Regions from separate parts of the Mus musculus genome. Here all the other regions are linked to region 2. A link is a contact called in public HiChIP or PLAC-seq, Micro-C and promoter capture Hi-C data. All regions are on one chromosome and are shown on one strand. Each heading gives the region's core, a stretch centred on a gene start, on an enhancer-like site or on the middle of the called end of the contact. The rest is flanking DNA. Distances are from core to core; before and after follow the strand shown. Region 1 holds the start of Fam102a (family with sequence similarity 102, member A). Region 2 holds the start of Abl1 (c-abl oncogene 1, non-receptor tyrosine kinase). Region 3 holds the start of St6galnac6 (ST6 (alpha-N-acetyl-neuraminyl-2,3-beta-galactosyl-1,3)-N-acetylgalactosaminide alpha-2,6-sialyltransferase 6). Region 4 holds the start of Slc25a25 (solute carrier family 25 (mitochondrial carrier, phosphate carrier), member 25). Region 5 holds the start of Tor1b (torsin family 1, member B). Region 6 holds the start of Dnm1 (dynamin 1).

Region 1 (2,875 bases), core at 175-2,674, 780 kb before region 2:
CAGGGGAAGGCAGTCTCCTGGCAAGGACATTTGCATTGCAAAGCAGTCCAGCTTTAGCCAGTGGAGGGCAGTCACTCAAGAGGGGGCTGGGCAACCCAAAATCCAGCCACCTCCCGCAATCAAATCCAGGGAGTGCCTGGAACTGGGCTTTCCCAGCCAAGGGGAGAGAGCCAGAGAGCCCTGGCTGGCCCAATCTCTCAATCGTATGACAGCCACAGGAGCCAGCTTGGTGGCAAGGTGGCCTGAGACACCCTTACTTAATCCCTTAAAGTGAAAATCTCAGTCAGCTCTCTCCATACAAATCTGTAAAACGGGTGACTTGAAGAGTGCACGCAGGGCCCTAAAAGGTTTCTGGCTGGTCACCTGCAGACAAATGCCAGGCGCTCTGCCAGCTCACTCAGACCTAAGTCCTGCTTAGAGCAAATCTTTCCCCAGGCGGGCCCCTTGCCCATCCGTCCCTAGCTGAGTCTTCCACATTTGCCAAGTGGCTAGATCTCACTCATCAGCACTCCCCACCCTCCCCTGCAAACGCGAAAACCTCAATGCCTACCTGGACGACAAGCTGACAAAATCCCCGCCATCCAGCAGCCGGACCTTGCAAAAGAGGACCCCGTTCACGAAGGGGACCGCAGTCAGCTCCTCCAAGGTGAAAGTGGTTTGAAATTTAAATTTCTTCTTCTTCATCAAAAAAGCCATGAGCAAGTTCCCTGAGTCTGAAGCCCGCAGGGCCAAAAAGAAAAAGAAAAGAAAAAAGAAAAAAAGAAGGGGATACTAGAAAACCCCAGGATTCCTTTCCCGACACCACACCCCCCTCCTCAAAAACACCAGAGCTGGATCCAGTCCAGATGGCGGCGGAGGCTGCGGGCAGGAGAGGATCTGAGTTCGGAGCCCCAGGTCCAGTGAGCCGGCTGCTCTCACCCTCGGGGAACCCGGGCTCCACTGACATGTAAACAGCGAGGTGCGGCCCCGGCAGCGGGGGCTGGCGTGGAGGGCGGCTCGCAAGCGAGCAGCAGCATCCCGATCCGCGGGGCCCGGCGGACCGGTGAGACTGACGGAGACGGCCGGGCGAACCGCTGGAGACCCGGGCGGCGGCCCCGCCTCCGCCCCGCTGGCTGCCGTGGGAGGTGCCCAGGCGACGCACACGCCTCCGCACCTGGCGCACCGCGGCCTGCGCAGGTGAGGCCCCGGGAAGCGGAAGCCACCTCGGCGACCGACCCGGCTCTGCAGGGACCGCTTCGGGAGGCTCTGCCGGGCCGGGAACGTGTGCCGGTCCGCCTCCCGCTCAGTCCTGGGACCTACGCCGCTCCTGCCCTGCCCGAGTCTCAGGCGCCTTCCGACCCGGCCGGATGGCTTCTGCCTCGGTTAGCACCGCTGGAGCACAGCGGCGCCGTCGCCCGCACCTCCGGACGCAGCCGGCTGAGCCCGACGCAGCTCGGCGCTGCTCGGAGAATGCCGAAGCCCCGGCGCGACCGCCCGCGGAGCCGCGGCCGAGAGCAGCAGGGGCGGGGCGCGCGAGGCTCACAGCCAACCTGCGATTGGACAGGCCGACTGTACGAACACGAATTTCTATTGGCTGGCGGTGGCGTGGGGCGGGGCTCGCGGAGGCAGGGCCAGTTGAGGGCGCTCGGATTGGAGCGCTCGCGGGGCTGGACCCGCCTCCTTGAGAAGCGCGGTGGGGGGGGGTGCGGAGAGGCGGTGGGAGGTCGCGGGGTGTGGGGGCCGGCACTGGAAAGAACGGGAGGAGAGCGCGAGCCCAAGAAAAGGAGAAACAATGACTAGGGGAAACAATCTGGAAACTAGGGCTAGAACGGCCTGCCCGGATCCCGCCAAGACCTGAGCTCAGTGAGCAATGAAGCAGGCTGAGGAGGTAGCACCCCTGTTCTCAGGAAAACAATCGCAGAGGTGTCTCAAGACCTATGCAGGTCTTGCTCGCCTCTAAAAATGACAAGCATCTGTCCTGGCTTTGCCGCTCTTGAAGATCCATTGGAGCCCGGCAACCTTGTGACTCGGCCTGCCTGGTTCCAGGCTGTTATCTAAGGCTTTTGTTTAAAGTTTCCCGATAGTTATGGCAAAGGACACCTTGGGGACCTCGTACTCTCCAAACTATCGGCATTTTATGATTCTTTTTATCCAGGCCGCCAGTGTTTAGGAACTCTGTCCTGAGTCAGGCAGGCACCCAGTGGAAAGACTGGATCTGAGAGTCTGCTGAAGAACTCAAGTAGGGAGGTCAGAGGAGGCGTGTGCTTTCGGATTGGAACGGAAGTTCAAAGGATTCTGACACAAAGCCGGCCAAGCATCGGGGTACAGGCAGTGGCAGTCACTAGAGGCCTGCTGGCCCGGCAGCATGGTACTCAAAAAGTTTGTGGAGTATCCCTGGATGAATTCTAATTTGAGAGAACAGCAGATCAGGCTAGAATCTGGCCCAGTCTTGTAGACCAGAGCAAAGAAGGAGGCATCTCCTGGTTTTTTGAGCTAGATAGTGACTTGATTGTTCTGGCATCAGATAACTTGGAGGAAAGAAAATGGGGAAATGGGTGAGTGAAAGGCCGTTTTTGATCCGGGCAGGAGATAAGTTAAGGTCTGCTGGACTTCCCTGTGGAAAATTAAAGAGAGTTGGGCTGATTGGCATTTGAGATGTAAATTCTCTGCCGGACATCATGTTTGATACCATGCATGATATCATGTTTGGACATGTGCATGAAGACTTCCTGAGCTTACATTTCAGAAGCATGGGTGGCAATCTCTGCTCCTCATAATTGTCCCATAATGTGGAAAACGCAGTCAGATTGGAGATGAAACGAACCAATCCATCCAGACCTCCCTGATGTAGCTAGGCATCTCCTTTTGAAGGTGAGGAAGTAGAGGCCTGAAGGCT
Region 2 (2,734 bases), core at 161-2,660:
GATGGGGAGGAGAAATGTGCGGAGAGTGTGGAGCAACTTGGAAAAAATAAGCAACGCATTAACTGAGGATGATTCTGGCCGCTCAGATGCCAACTCTGGGGACAAATAAACCATCTCCCTCCCTCTAAGTGGTAGGCCCTGAGCTCATGCCATCCACACCAAGCTCCTCTCAGGAATCCAGGCCCTGAAATCCCCGGAGGGGCTGAAATCTTACTGTGACTTATAGCGAAGTCCCTTATACTCCCTTCTAGCAAAGGGAGAACATCCTCTACCCGAGCTGGGCACCTAAGTCTGAGCTGGGTCATGTGGGGCCCTGTAGGTCTTTGAGTCAAAGACTTGGAAGGGGGGTCGGGGAAGCAGGTTAGATATTGAAAAGCCTTCAATTCTTTACAATTCAAAACAGTAGAAATCCAAATTGCTCTGAAGAAAACTTTACATTTTTACTCCTATCTTAACTCTTACATGAAACAGCCAGAAAAGCCAGGGCACCACACATCTGTGAGTGCTTCTGCCCTTCTGAAGAAGGCAGCAGTCCCCACAAAGGTCAGCTATACTCTAACAGGCCTGGCCACAGCCGAGTCCCCAGCACTCACCACTCACCCTTTTCCCTTGCCATCCTTTTAGACCCAAACACTAAAGACAACAGGAAGGAGGCATGGAATTGGAGGAGCAGGGTAAAGCAGGCAAAAGCAACAGGCTCCTGGCTCTAAGTTTATGCAAAGAACAAAACATGAGGGGCTCCCTCACCAAGCATCAAACTGGAAGCTCTCAAAACTCCTGGAAATACAAGCAAAACCATTCTTTCTCTTCTAAAAAGAGACAATCCCCAAGACCTCTTCATGGTCTGCAGAAAGGTGGGGGTGGGGGTGGAAAGTTCACATGAAATTCTGTACCCATAAATGGTAGAGCGGGATCCCTTTGTACGCGGCACTTGGTGTAGGTCCACCTTTGTGACATACAATTCCCAGTTGGCAGTGGAAACACCACAACGTGGGCTCACAAGGACCTTAAGGCCTGTGGCACTGACTTTTTCAAACTTTCTGGGCAGGAGCCACACTATGCGCTTGGGCCCCGCCAGCGCCAAAGCCGCGGCTCTCTCTCTCTTTCTGGAAGTCCGAATGAGCCACCAGCACCCGCAGAGGCCTCAGAGGGAGAAGACTGGGGACCTAGAACACACAGGGCACGGGCGGGCAGGACAGTCCTGGTGGGCCCCGCGCCCAGGCCAGGATTTACCTTCCAGGTAGCAGCTGGAGGACGAAGAGAGCCCCTTCTTGGATTTGCAGCCCACCAACTTCAAACAGATCTCCAACATGGTCCCGTGGCCACGGCGAAGGCCCCACCACCCCGGGCCCCCAGCCCCGCCAGGCCGCGCTCCCAGCAGGCCCGCGCCCAGGCCCGCGTCCCGCCTCCCGCCTCCCGCCTAGGCCGGTAACAAAGGGCCCAGCGCCCCGCCCCAGCCGTCCCTTAACCCCTTCCAGGCCAAGGGAAGGCTCCACGCCCTCCCCAGCTGCGTAGCTGCGCTGGCGTAGCCCCTGCCCCTGCCGCGTGTCCGGGAAGGTCGGTGGAAATGCAAATTCCTCTCAAGTTACCAGGACTGGTCTCGGGGAGCGACTGTGATTAAACCTAAAGTGGGTATCTGAGGAATGTGAACAGTCAGGGCTGGAACCCACAGGAATACCGAATACCGGACGCGGGTCCAACCACCCATTTAGACCTGGAGTTGTGAGTTTAAGCTTAGGGAAATGTCTCTATGGTGCGTGTTCATTGTGGGCTGGAATGGCGGTCCTTCCTGACCTCATTTTTACAAGAATTTCCCCTGTTTTTGGTGCCACAGGTAATGTTTGAATCCATTTCACGGTGAGTTTTTGTTTTCCTAAACGCTAGCTCGAGGTTACCAACAAGATTTTAACTAAGCAATGGTCACAGCAGTGGACTACTGGCACTAAGTTGGTGGGAAACAAGGACCCCAACTACAACAAATCTAATAAAAACTCACCCAAGTTCCAATGACAAGGGAAAAATAAACTTATGAAATAATGTCACATAACTAAAAGTCTGGTCCCCATCCTTGCACTTGAAGAGCTGACTGTCCCAGGATGGTTCTCTGAGAAGTGCTCCATGTGCCTTGGTACCCAGAGGGTGCGTGCACCTAATCCTGTGAGGAAAGTTATATCATGACCCAGATTCTTCATGTGAGAACAGACACTCCAGAAGGTCACATGGTGGAAACCAGAAGACTCAACTCAGTCAGGGTCTGCCTGGTTCCAAAGTTTGGTCTCTTGGCTTCTAAGCAGACTGTACCGGATAGCTAGATCCATGACAAAAGTTATCACCTGCCGGGCGTGGTGGCCCACGCCTTTAATCCCAGCACTCAGAAGGCAGAGGCAGGTGGATCTCTGAGTTCGAGGCCAGCCTGGTCTACAGAGTGAGTTCCAGGACAGCCAGGGCTATACAGAGAAACCCTGTCTCGAAAAGCAAAAGAAAAAAAAAAAAAAAACAGTGCCATGACTGTGCCTGTGACAGGCCTCTCAGCCAGGATGTCACACACTTTTCGTGCTAATCAACCCAAAAATGTGTCTGTGCCAAAAATGTGTCTGAAGCCAAGTGGACCTACTTTGCTGCCAGAACAGGCCTCACAAGTACCCAGGGGACTTTCAGAACTCACGCCATTCAATCTCCTGGAGAAAAGGACCAGAGTGCCCAGGAGGCAAGGGTACCAACTGGATACTTTCCT
Region 3 (2,959 bases), core at 63-2,562, 850 kb before region 2:
GTCTTGCGCATGCCCCGTGCTCCAGACACTTGGAGCACTCCAGGTCCCAGGCCCACGCCCCACTTTCCCACCTTTGCCTGAGCAGTGCCCTCAGCCAGGACTACGGTTCCCCCGGTCAGGCCCGTCACGGTCCTGCTCTGAGAACGCCATGGTCAGAACAGCGTATCAGGTGCCAGTGCGAATGTCGGGTCCACACTTACTGGCTGGGGGGCCTCGAGCAAGCCATGTGACCTCTCTGAGCCTCAGTTTCCTCATCTGTGAAATGGGAATAAGAACTGGTAACTCCTGGGGCGACTGGAAAGATGCATGCATTTGTGAAAAGGAGAGCCGAAGGCTTGAAAGTACTATATCAGAAATCCTAAGCCTTCGGGTTACTCCGTTCAATGCCCGCCCCTGCACAAGCCTGTCCCAGAAACAATCCTCCCCCTCTTGACCCCAAGCCGGGGACTTCCCTTATATTACGAAACATGCTCCGGAGCTACGCAAAGCATCGCCTGCCTACACACTTTTCAAGGCAACGCCTGGTAGGTGCTCTTGCTCCCCATTTCACAGATGAGGAGACTGAGGGATCAGAGAGGCAACGCGCCTCGCAGGGAGCAGGAGCAAGCGGGGGAGGGGGGAATCTTGTAGTGTTTGTTTACAGGGCGGAGCCTGAAAGGGTCTCCCGGGAGGGTCCCCTTGTAGCCTGTGCGTGCGCCAGACATCTAGTTCGGCTCGGAGTGGCCAGGCCTGGTGGGGAGCTGCTGACTCCGCTGGGGAGGTGGCAGCCCAGAAGCCTAGACTCAGCTCCAAGGCTGGACCTGCGGAGGCTGAGCTCTGGGCTGAGGGTGAGGGCCGCACCCTGAGCTCGCTCTGGGGCTTCTCCAGGTGACGGGAGCAGGGTACCCCCGAGTGCCTCGTGAGAGGCTCAGCCCCGCTCCCCATCTTCTGCCGCTGCACCCTAGGGTCAAGCATCCTATCCTGACCCCGGCTCTGCAGGGGAGGGGTGCGGGGCCGCGGCAGGGTCGCCCCATCTCCAACACGAGAGGCCCAAAGAATCCCGCTAGATCTCGGGGTGCAGTTAGCAAGCAGAGTGGGTCTCGGGGAGCCCTGGGGCTCCCCCCTTATCAGCGGCTCCCCACTGCCGAGGCGCAAGCACAAGCCCCCTCCCGCTCTGCTGCCCGCCCCCGCGCAGCACCGGCTCACCTCCGCCGGGGAGCGCCCGGCCCCCCGCGGCCCCCGCACCCCGTCACATGGCGCCGGGAGCCGAGAACCGGGGTCCGCGCCGCTCTGGCCGCCCAGGCCCCGCCGCAGCTCCAGCCCGCCGGGTCCTAGCGCCGGCGCTCGCAGTCCCGTTAGGGCCGAGCGAGAGGGCGGAGCCTCAGGCTGCGGATGGCCCCGCCCCAGGGAGGTGCCAGAGAGGAGAGACGCTCTCCCACAGCACCCTCGTGCCCCGCGCCCCATCCCAAATCTCATCCATTTCTCTCTCTCCAAATGGACACCAGGACCTCGGATGGGGAATCCGAAACGCGGAGATCACTGGGTTCGAACTCTGGTTATTAATTACCTGGACTCCCCCTCGTAGAGACCCAGTAACCATCCCCTAGGCAGCTTGGTACTTCATCTCCTTATCTCCGGAAAATGGAGAGAGCAACGTTTGAAAACGTAGCTTTTGATGGGCCTGGTAGCTTAGAGGCCTGCACCCTACTTAGGAGATAGAAGAGGGCGGAAGACTGTTGCAAGTTCAAGGCCAGCCTGATAGACATAGTGAGTACCGGGCCGGCCAGGGGTACATGGAGAGATCTTGGCTCAACTCTCTTCATCCTACCCTCAAATATTCGTTGCACTATTTTATGTGACTAAAAGGAAGCAATCTGGACCCAACCAACTGGATGGCTCAGCAGTTACAAATACTGGCAACTCTTCTAGAGGACCTGGGGTCCACTCCCAGCACAGTCCTAGGAGGATCTGTCGCCCTCTTCTGGCATCCATGGGTACTGCACATATATGTGGTACACAGACATGTGGAAGCAAAACATCCATACACATAAAATAAAATGAAAAATTAAAGAAAAATGCAACCTGAGGGCTAGGGAGATAGTCAATATGTCAGACTCGATGCCGTGTTCTGCTTCTGTCTTTCGAAACAGGGTTTCTTGGTGTAGCCCTGGCTGTCCTGAAACTTGCTCTCTAGACCAAGCTGGCATTGAACTCACAGAGATCCCTCTGCCTCCCCAAGTGGTGGGATTAAAGCCGTGTGCTACCCCCGCCCAGCGACGTCACGTGTTTGTAATCCCCATTCTGGGGGTGGGAAGAACAGGAGACCCCTCCAGCTAGCTTACCCTTTCTGGGCCTCCCAGGTCAAGGAAAGAACATTGGAGGCTGACCTTTGGCCTCCAGACATCCAGGGATGTGCATGTATGGACACAGGGATGTGCATATGTAGCCTGTTAGAAAGCTGGTTACATAAACAAAGACTGCCTACCCATAGTGTTCTAAGAGGCTGGGAACGAGGGTTAACGTGCATGCCTGAGAGGGTGATGGGGAGATTTAGGAAGAGAAAGCATGTTTAAAGAGTTCTGTTTTGTAATTACTTAGGAAAACATCATAGTAAAACTTTCCATTCCCCACCCTAGGTACCTATTAGGTCCTGCAGATGTACACAGTGAAGGTCACAGCTGGACAGTTTGAAACACAAGAGTAGAAATAGTCCAGATATCTACTAACAGGAGAATGGAAAGTTTGTTTGTTTGGTTTGATTTGGTTTTCTTTCTTTCTTTCTTTCTTTCTTTCTTTCTTTCTTTCTTTCTTTCTTTTTTTTCTTCGAGATAGGGTTTCTCTGTGTAGCCCTGGCTGTCCTGGATCTCTCTCTGTAGACCAAGCTGGCCTTGAACTCAGAAATCCGCCTGCCTCTGCCTCCCAAGTGATTGATTTGGTTTTCAAGACAAAGGTTCTTCTGGGTAGCCTTAGCTGTCTTGGG
Region 4 (2,940 bases), core at 63-2,562, 690 kb before region 2:
CACCACTGCCACTGCCTGTCCCAGGCCCACCAGCTCCATCATCTTCTGTGGGCCCTGGAGCTTCGCCACCTTCTACAGCAGCTCGGACTTGGGCAACCTTGCGACGGACCTCGGTCTTGAGGTCGGACCACTTCTTCTTGACTTCGGGCAGCTCCCTACGGCAGGTGGCCACAGCGTTGACCCTTCTCAGGATGCCATGCCAGGCTGCACTCTTGGCAGCCAGAGGGACCCCAGCATTGAAGTGGTTCACCAGCAGGTGCTTCTTCAGTTCCAGTTCCTCCACGATGATCTCCACTTCCCGCTCTGAAAAGTTCATCTTCCTCTTCTTGGCTGGGACAGCCATGGCCTCCCCTTTCCTCTCTTTTTAAAGAAATTATAATGCTCTTAACAGCCCCAATTTCTCTTCTCTTCTTCCTCAGCCTCGCCTCTCTTTCACTCCCACCCCCTTTAGGGGGACAGGCAGGGCTTGTTCAAGGCCAAGTACCAGGCCTTAAGTAACCCCCCTCGCTACGCAAAGTGCGTAGGGCCCAGCCCTGACCGGCCCGACCGCCGCCAGCCAGCTGCGTAATGGCTTCCTGAATCTGCCTCTTCCGCTGGGGTGTGCGGAGATCCGCCCACTTCCCTTCTTCCCGCCCCTCGGCACATCCCTGAGAAGCCCCGCCCTCCAGGTTTGGCGTGGCTCAAATATCTGGCCGATCACTGGCTCTCCAGGCCTGCCATTCCTCCTAGAGGACACACCTCTTTGCTAGAACTGGCCTGGTCATTGGTCTAAAGTCTTGTCTGTCGCTTCAGGATGTCCGCCCACACGGACATTATTCACTTCCATTGGAAAAGCAGACTGTCGTTCAGTTCGTGTCGCGACTATTACGTTGTAAAATTCAGTTGTTTTATTGGCAGTTTAGAAGACTCCTAAAGCTTAGCCTCCTGATTTTGATTCGTGTTCTCGGTTTCGAGTCGTCAGCCCGTTAAATTTTCATTTTATTCAATGGTGCTGTGTTTTCTAACTTCAGTCCACAGTTACCCTCATATACATTTCATTTCCACTGTTAGCTACGATCTCTCCTTACACAACGCTCCTCTCAGCCTCATCATTCCGCAGTCTAAATAGAGCTTCTGAATGGGAATTGGACACAAGGCTTTCTGCTTGCCTATTACCCAGCTTCAGCCAATCCCCGGCTCCCTCAGTTTGAATCGCCTTCGAGCTGGCACGGTGACTCCGCCCCCTCATTGATCCCGGAGCCGACATACCGGCCTATGATTGGTCGGCAGTGCGCCAGAGGGCGCGGTCAGCGCCTCTGCGCGCCGCGGGGCGGGGCTCCCGGAAGCGGCCCCTCCCTCCAGTCGGCCGGCTTCTCGGAGCCCGCGCTCGCTGTCTGAGGAAAGCCGGCGTGCTTCCGCGCTCGGGTCGCTCTCCTGCCGCCTTCAGCCCGGCGTCCGGCGCCCCCGCCTCGCGCCCGATGGTGAGCAGTGTGTTGTGCCGCTGCGTGGCCTCCCCGCCGCCGGACGCCGCCGCCACCGCCTCGTCGTCCGCCTCGTCGCCGGCTTCTGTAGGGGACCCGTGCGGCGGCGCCGTCTGTGGCGGCCCGGACCACCAGCTACGCCTGTGGAGCCTCTTCCAGACACTCGACGTCAACCGCGACGGCGGCCTGTGTGTCAACGACCTGGCGGTGGGGCTGCGGCGCCTGGGACTGCACCGCACGGAGGGCGAGCTCCGGGTAAGTCTGCGTGCGCCGTCCGCGCGGGCGGGGAGGATCCGGGAGGTCTTGAGGAGAGAGACCGACGCCAAGGGGACGGGTCGGGACCGCAGGACTTCTCGGGCTGCTTTCTGTAGCCTGTCAGGTTTCGACGGACGCTGCTAGAGCTGAGCGGAACCCCTGGTGTTGGGGGGGATAGTGTCCCTCCACTGACAGATGGAAAGGAAATTCACACCTTGTTAGTGTGGGGCTCCTCAGGTGGGAGATGGGGCCGTGAGAAAAGCTCGTCGTGGCTACAGATGGGCACCCTTGGGTCTCTTTGATGGACAGAAAGCCCCCTCTACTTCCCTCTAGATAGAAGGACAGATAGATCTCAAGATTGCCCTACGGACCTCAAGGCCAAGTTGGTGCCCATCCTCCCTCAACACCTAGGTTCCTATCCACCCATTCTCATTGGCACCCCTTGTCTGTCTGTCTGTCTCTCGCTCGCTCGCTCTTCTCCCCCCACTCTCGTTTCCATGCCACCGGTGCCTCTAATCTGGTTGCTCACAGAGACATGTGGGTGTTGGGGAAGAAAAAAATGGGAACTGGGGTTCTAGGCAGATCAGTGTGGATGTGGGTGATGAAGACTGAACAGTTCTTTCTCATGGCTTAGACCCAGCCCCCCACTGCTGTTTCAGAACACTGGGTCATGATCCCTTTGTCGAATTGGAGTGCGAATATGTTAAAGAATCTGAAGAAAGATTCTTTTTTTGTTTGTTCGGTTGGTTTTGGGGATTTTTTTTTTCTAGACAGTGTTTCTCAATGTAGTCCTGGCTGCCCTGGAACGCCCTCTGTAGACCAGGCTGGCCTCGGAATCAGAGATCCACCTGCCTCTGCCTCCTGAGTGCGCCGGGATTAAAGGCCTTTGCCACCATCGCTCAATTGGAACTTTTTTCAAAAAATGAAAGTTAGATACATCTAAGGATATTTGTTGGCTGGAAAGGGATGGGCCAAGACTGGGAGACAGGGGTGGAGAAATGGCCATTTCTGGGTCTGCAAGAAACAGAACTACTATCCTTCCTGCACAAGAAGCCCTGAGCAGTGGCTTTTTCTTCCCTTTCTGTTTCATGTTGGTTTTTCAGTTTGACTTTAACTGTGGCTTCCCTTTACCAAGTGTTTCATTATTGTGGCATAGACTGGCTTACAATCTGGGGTGATTCTAATGAGCAGTTTGCCTGATAACCAGTTTGTGGCCAAAATTAGT
Region 5 (2,837 bases), core at 306-2,805, 810 kb after region 2:
ATCCCCTACCTCACTGGATTATTTTGGAATAGCAATTTTAGAAACAAAGAAGATGGGACACACCTATAATCCCAGCACTTGGAAGTTGAAGGTAGGAGGATCAGAAGTTCAAAGCCAGCCTCTGCTATTTATAGTGAGTTTGAAGCCAACCTGGGCTACATTAGACCCTGTCTAAAACCACCCTCTCTCCCACATGCCATAAACTGGGCAAATTGATAGATGCCTGTTGATCTCAGCCCTCAGAAAGCTGGATCCCTAACACCAAAGCCAGCCTGGACTACACGATGAGGCACTGTCTCAGAAAGTATAAATAAAGAGAGGCTAGGCATTTAATCCCAGCCTTTGGAGGGCAGAGGTAGGTAGATCTCTGTGAGTTCCAGGCCTGCCAGACCTACACAGTAAAACTCAGTCAAATAAATAGCAGAAAGCAAAGCAGAGGCCAGATGGAGCACTTCAAGGCAGAGAAAGAAAAGCAGAGGCCAGAGCTACTGAGTAAAGTACCCCAGGCATATGATCAAAAATCGGTAGGTTTTCTTGCCTGGTACACCTTTATCTTCTGCTCATGAGGGAAGTGCAAAGTAGAGACGAACAGGTGGACAAAGTTACTCTTCAGGCCTTTTGGATAAAGGTTTTCAGCCACAATCTGGCTGATAAAATTCTTGCCCGTGCCAGCCCAGCCGTGCAAGGACAGAGTCAATGGTTTCTTGGAATTTTTGTTGTTCCTGAAGCCAGTCAATGCCTTGAGAATCACTTCGGTGGCAAGGTGCTGTCCAAACAGCTTCTCTTCCAAGTCCAGCTTGAGGGCTGCGGAGGCCCGCACCGGAACAAAGAGAAAAACACAGGTTAAAAAAGTACCTGAGTCAGAGGCACAGTTAGCGACTGATCCAGCAGGGCCAGAAGGGATGAAAAATGCAGAGATCTCACAGATCAGAGCCAGAATCATAAGGACCTACAGTCAGATCCTTAAGTGCCAGTTCTCCTTAACATCTAAATGTCAAACAAGCTACACAGATTCTTTCATCCAGGGAAGAACCATTTGGCGGCTGTGCTCCGGGCTAGCTTTCCCGCCACCCCTGATGGCTCGAAAAAAAAACAAACAAACAGCAAGAGCAACAGGCGGGCTTTCTGGATGGAGCTCCACGCCTGGCACCCCCTGGCGGGGCGCACCAGCTGGCCCCGTTGCGTTCAGTTCTCCAGGTGGTCATTGCAAGGCCTGCAAAGGTGTGGCGAGGTCCCGGCCGTGTGTGTCTCCCGCGGCGCCGCATCCAGCAGGAGCGGGAGCCAAGCTCCCAGTGCCCTCCCGCCCGCCCCGACCGGCCCGCGGGCACATACCCGACGTGTTGAGGGGCCGTTCCTCATGGCAGCACTCGGTGAAGCGGCAGTAGAAATCGGTATAGGACAGGTAGCCGGTGAGCGCCGACACGGCCCCGATGGCGATGCCCACGCTTACGGGCTCGAACGCCCCCGCCACGTGGGCGGCCAGCAGCGCCCACAGGGCCGTGGAGCCCCCAAACGCTCCGATTCGTCTCATCGCACGCAGGGAAGCACCGTGCGGCTGCGCTCCGAGCGCAGGATTCAGTCCCAGGGACTGAACTTCCGGTACGGCGCTGTCACTTCCGCTTAGCTAGAAAGCCGCCTTGTTGGAAAGGGGCGGGGAGATTATTGTCACCAACGTTGTGAGTGTCAGGAAACCCTCTAGAGACCATTAAAGGAATTTCATTCCTATCTTTTAGAGGTCCTGTTTGTTTGTTGGTTGGTTTGTTATACAAACACACACACACACACACACACACACACACAGGAGACGGAGAGAGGGAGAGAACGCAGAGATGGATCAGTTGTTAGGGGCACTGACTAGCTCTTCCTGAGGACCTGGGTTCACTTCCAAGCACCCACATTCCTGTTTTGTGACGGTCTCTAACCAGTTCCAGGGGTTCTGCCACTCTCTTTTGGCCTCTGTAAGCACTGCACACACACACACGGGACACAGACATACACGCAAGCAAAACAATCATACACACAACATAATAAAATTATTGGAAAATTATGCACACATAAAAATCAAAAGCCCAGATTGGGCTCCCAGCATCCACATCTGGTGGCTTATGATTGCCTGTACCTCCAGAACTTTTCCTCCGAGCTTTGTGGGCACCTCCACGTATACGGTGCTGTACAGAAGCTCAGGCGTGCACATACATATAAGATAATACATAAATAAATAAAATAATAATAATAATAATAGCAACAATAATGTGTGCTTGTTGTGAGAGAGACAGGGCTGAGCACTAGGGATGTAACGCACATAGGGACACCTGTGGGGGATTCACAAGGGAGACAGACATTTGTCTATGCGCATACCACACAGTGGGCCCCAGGTTGCCCGCTGGGAATTCATCCATGGAGTAGAGTTGGTCCTGCCTTTCAGGACACACAGGCTGTAGGGGAGGCAAGCAAGGGGACAAGGACTACTGAGTCATCAAAGTCCAGGTACTGTGGGGCAGGGAAAGCCTTTGCCTATGCTGAAGATTAGAGGTATTAATCAAAAACCGACGAAGTTGGTCATGCAGAAAACAAGCAGTGGTGTGGTTTATGTAAAGAGTAGAGTTTGTAAACAGCCCGTCTGAAATGTGTGATTACTCCTCCACACGCCTTCATTATATCAACTTGATATAGAATTTGAAGCCACAGGCTTTTTTCCTTTTTGTTTGTTTGTTTGTTTGGGTGTTTTGTTTTGTTTTGTTTTTGGGACAGGGTTTCTCTGCGGAGCCCTGGCTGTCCTTGAACTCACTCTGTAGACCAGGCTGGCCTCGAACTCAGAAATCCGCCTGCCTCTGCCT
Region 6 (2,925 bases), core at 231-2,730, 590 kb before region 2:
TTCTGATGTGGTTGGCATGGTTGTTAATGAGGGTCAATGCACACCAGGTCTGGGCTGGGCCTCACACAGACATTCTATTTTGTCATTGTGCCAACTCTACAGATTAGATAGCTATGACCCAGAAATGACCCAGAGGTAAGGTCTGGGTGGTTCTCCCCTAACTGGAAATCCCTTCTCACTGGGCTCATGGTCCACACACTTCTAGTCTCTGTTCCAGCATTATTATCCTGTATGAGTTAACAACACAAGCCCTGCCCCAGCCCTGCTCTCCACTCATCACCCCCGGAAAGAGTCATATTTATTGGCATATGACCCCTCCCTTTTCCACTTGACTTTGAGCCACTTGTAGGTGGCTTGTCACTGCCTTGTCTCTGGGGTCTAGCGGGAGCTAGCCTGCTCAGCAACCACACATTCAGTGGGTGAAAAAAATGGATAGTCTCTAATGCCTAGGGCACTTCCCTAGTCTCAGAACATAGAAGTGACCCGATAACCCTCTCTTTCTTGGCTTCTTTGTCAGGAGTCCTAACTAGGTCCTTCTTGATGCAAAAGTGAGTAGCCGAACCTAGATCCAACTATCTGTCTGTGTGAAAAGGACAGGCAAGTATGGCTGCAAGAACCCCTGGTTTGAATAGCACTATTTGCCACTCTGGGCCTGGCGCTCATCCTCTTGGAGCCTTAGAGTTCAAGACAAGAACTTTTGCCTCTCCTCGGCAGCACTTCCTAGGTATTGGGGCCTTTGCACTTCCTGTCCACTCCATCAGGGTGTCGGGCCCCTTCTTATCAGTTAGGTTCCCTTTCAAAGGTAATTTCTTTGGAAAACCTTTGCCCCCTTCTGGCTAATGTGACTTTCCAAGCCCTGTTGGTTTTCTCTGTTTCTTCTAGTACAAACGCTCTTCTGTGTCCCGTCTATCCCACCACCTGTAAGATCTCTGAGTGTAAAGTCCCTAGCTGTTCTGCCGAGTTTTGTGTCTGTAAACTTAGGAAGGGGTCTAGCTTATCATGGGCTCCTGGTAATTTGTTGAATCAATGGTTTTTCTTTCTTCCTCCTAGAACCAGAAACACTGAGGCCCCAGGATAGGAAGGAATATGCTGCAGATTTTTGATTAGTGTCAGAACCTAGACTAGAAAGGCTAAGTGGACTAGGGTTGACTTTGGTCAGCTGACTGCAGCAGCCTGTGGGTGCCAGATCTTCCCTCTAAGGCCTCAGTTTCTCCACTGGGAATAACTGCTGAAATGAAGTAATCATGACCACCACATACTAGCCCATTTCTAGAGTTAGCACCCCTAGCCATCACCAAAAGTATTATCTTCGGTGCAGCATCCGTATCCCAGAAACACAGGTAAGTCTCCCGAAAGCCGCAGAAGAAGAAAACGACAACACCCATGGCGCCCCGCGTTGCGTCTGCGCATAGTGACCAGTCCGCGAATCCCCGCGCGCCATCTAGCGGCGGCCTGGAGAAGCGCTCCGCTCGGATCCCCGAGGGGCGGGGGACCCGCGGCGCACGCAGTCGGGATATTCGGCTGCAGCCGCGAAGCCGGGGGCCAAGAGCCAGAGCAGGAGCGGCGGCCGGATCGCAGCCCGCCGGGCCCGCCGCAACCATGGGCAACCGCGGCATGGAAGACCTCATCCCGCTGGTTAACCGGTTACAGGACGCCTTCTCCGCCATCGGCCAGAACGCGGACCTCGACCTGCCGCAGATCGCCGTGGTAGGCGGCCAGAGCGCCGGCAAGAGCTCGGTGCTGGAGAATTTCGTGGGCAGGTAGGAGCGGCGCGGACACCCGCATCACGGTGCCCCGGGTCCCCACCCCGGGATCCGACGGTCTGGGCGCTGCTCTAGCGGACCGAGCGCCCCCGCCCCCCGCTTGAGTCCTGGGGTCCGCAGCGCCCCCGCCAGCCCGCGGATATCAGTGGAGTCCCCCCACTCACGCCCCCTCGTTCACCCCATCGTCTGTAGAGCGACCTCGGCAGAGAGCTGTCCTTGATCGCCAATACCCTCACCGAGGGGGCCCACATTACTCAGCGCCTCACTGGGAGCTGAGAGCACCCAGAGGGCAATATCCCCTTCCTGGGCTCCTTGGAACCCGCTCTGACCCCATGGGAATTCCTGGTCGTGACAGGGGACAGCCCCCTCCCCCAGTCCCTAGAAAAGGACACAGCCCCATAGGCATCGGAGACCAGGCACAACCCCCCCACCCCGCACACGCACAGGCGCGCGCGCGCGCGCGCGCACACACACACACACACACACACACACACACACACACACACACACACACACACCTCTGCGGCTCCCGCCGCCATCCGTGCGCAGAGAGGCAGAGGGGGAGGCGCGGGCTGCGGTGCGAGGAAAGGAAGGGGGGGGATGGCAGCGGGAGGAGAAGCGGCCTGTGAGCCTCTACGGAGCAGCCTGCCTTCGCTGCACCCCTTGGGAAGGGGCTGCTTGTCAGCGTCCTCCTCCCCTGGCCTGGCAGAAGGGTTGTGATGGAGAGAAAAGGCGGCAGAGGGCAGAGATGACTAAGTCCAGGAGGCAGGATGGCGAGGAGGGGGGTGGTGAGCCATTGCAGAACCTAATCCTCCTCTGGCCTCTGATCCCACAAGGCTCTGGGAAGGCCAGGTGGCAGAGTGGAGGAGAGCCTTAGAGACAAAGGGTCTTGGACTTAGAGGGGGCAAGCAGGGTCGTGACCCCCCTCCGCACCACCTCCCTAGGCTCCTTTGGAGCTAGGGAAGACAGAAGTGGCATTTCTGGTTCTTAGAAAGAGCAGCTCATTCTAAGCTCAGGTGCACTCTGGGAAGGGGACTGCCAGGACCAGAGAGGATGCACCAGTGCTAACCTTGACCCCTCACCCGCTAGGTGCAAGCTCTCATCTTTCTAGAAAGTCTTGCTTTCTTGCAATGACCTTCATGGCTAAGGAAATGACAGGCGT

Evidence for each region. Promoter capture Hi-C pulls out the DNA fragments that hold promoters and counts their contacts. Hi-C and Micro-C count contacts between places; a contact is called where the count stands out from the background. HiChIP or PLAC-seq counts read pairs in DNA pulled down with a chosen protein or histone mark. Capture Hi-C pulls out chosen DNA fragments and counts their contacts.
Region 1: a Micro-C map of embryonic stem cells shows a contact between it and region 2, with 4 times the contacts expected there. The contact joins the promoter of Fam102a here to the promoter of Abl1 in region 2. A contact is called at or near these places in 1 of 484 Hi-C or Micro-C datasets (embryonic stem cells) and 1 of 115 datasets of contacts at active chromatin or transcription factors (pancreatic cancer cells).
Region 3: a contact with region 2 is called in an HNF4G HiChIP or PLAC-seq map of pancreatic cancer cells. The contact joins the promoter of St6galnac6 here to the promoter of Abl1 in region 2. A contact is called at or near these places in 1 of 39 promoter capture datasets (cranial neural crest) and 1 of 115 datasets of contacts at active chromatin or transcription factors (pancreatic cancer cells).
Region 4: a contact with region 2 is called in a promoter capture Hi-C map of pre-B cells, with 2.2 times the contacts expected there. The contact joins the promoter of Slc25a25 here to the promoter of Abl1 in region 2. A contact is called at or near these places in 2 of 39 promoter capture datasets (fetal liver and pre-B cells) and 1 of 115 datasets of contacts at active chromatin or transcription factors (microglia).
Region 5: a promoter capture Hi-C map of pre-B cells shows a contact between it and region 2, with 4 times the contacts expected there. The contact joins the promoter of Tor1b here to the promoter of Abl1 in region 2.
Region 6: a promoter capture Hi-C map of liver shows a contact between it and region 2. The contact joins the promoter of Dnm1 here to the promoter of Abl1 in region 2. A contact is called at or near these places in 1 of 39 promoter capture datasets (the C10 cell line), 1 of 115 datasets of contacts at active chromatin or transcription factors (pancreatic cancer cells) and 2 of 9 other capture datasets (embryonic stem cells and liver).

Annotation. Positions count from the first base shown.
Region 1 is chr2:32,533,908-32,536,782 of GRCm38.p6, reverse strand. Fam102a (family with sequence similarity 102, member A) reads right to left here and starts at 1,424. Exons shown (of 11, transcript NM_153560.4): 1 at 551-1,424. The coding sequence starts at 696.
Region 2 is chr2:31,758,615-31,761,348 of GRCm38.p6, reverse strand. Abl1 (c-abl oncogene 1, non-receptor tyrosine kinase) reads right to left here and starts at 1,410. Exons shown (of 11, transcript NM_009594.4): 1 at 1,234-1,410. The coding sequence starts at 1,312.
Region 3 is chr2:32,605,338-32,608,296 of GRCm38.p6, reverse strand. It overlaps St6galnac6 (ST6 (alpha-N-acetyl-neuraminyl-2,3-beta-galactosyl-1,3)-N-acetylgalactosaminide alpha-2,6-sialyltransferase 6), which reads right to left and starts at 1,312. Exons shown (of 7, transcript NM_016973.3): 1 at 1,186-1,312; 2 at 201-255. The coding sequence starts at 226. It overlaps Gm52551 (a long non-coding RNA gene), which reads left to right and starts at 396. Exons shown (of 2, transcript XR_003954025.1): 1 at 396-524.
Region 4 is chr2:32,449,842-32,452,781 of GRCm38.p6, reverse strand. Slc25a25 (solute carrier family 25 (mitochondrial carrier, phosphate carrier), member 25) reads left to right here and starts at 1,312. Exons shown (of 10, transcript NM_001164357.1): 1 at 1,312-1,715. The coding sequence starts at 1,458. Naif1 (nuclear apoptosis inducing factor 1) reads right to left here and starts at 2,325. Exons shown (of 2, transcript NM_194335.2): 1 at 1-2,325. The coding sequence starts at 343.
Region 5 is chr2:30,951,719-30,954,555 of GRCm38.p6, reverse strand. Tor1b (torsin family 1, member B) reads right to left here and starts at 1,555. Exons shown (of 5, transcript NM_133673.3): 1 at 1,333-1,555; 2 at 539-804. The coding sequence starts at 1,531.
Region 6 is chr2:32,351,884-32,354,808 of GRCm38.p6, reverse strand. Dnm1 (dynamin 1) reads left to right here and starts at 1,480. Exons shown (of 23, transcript NM_001301737.1): 1 at 1,480-1,760. The coding sequence starts at 1,600.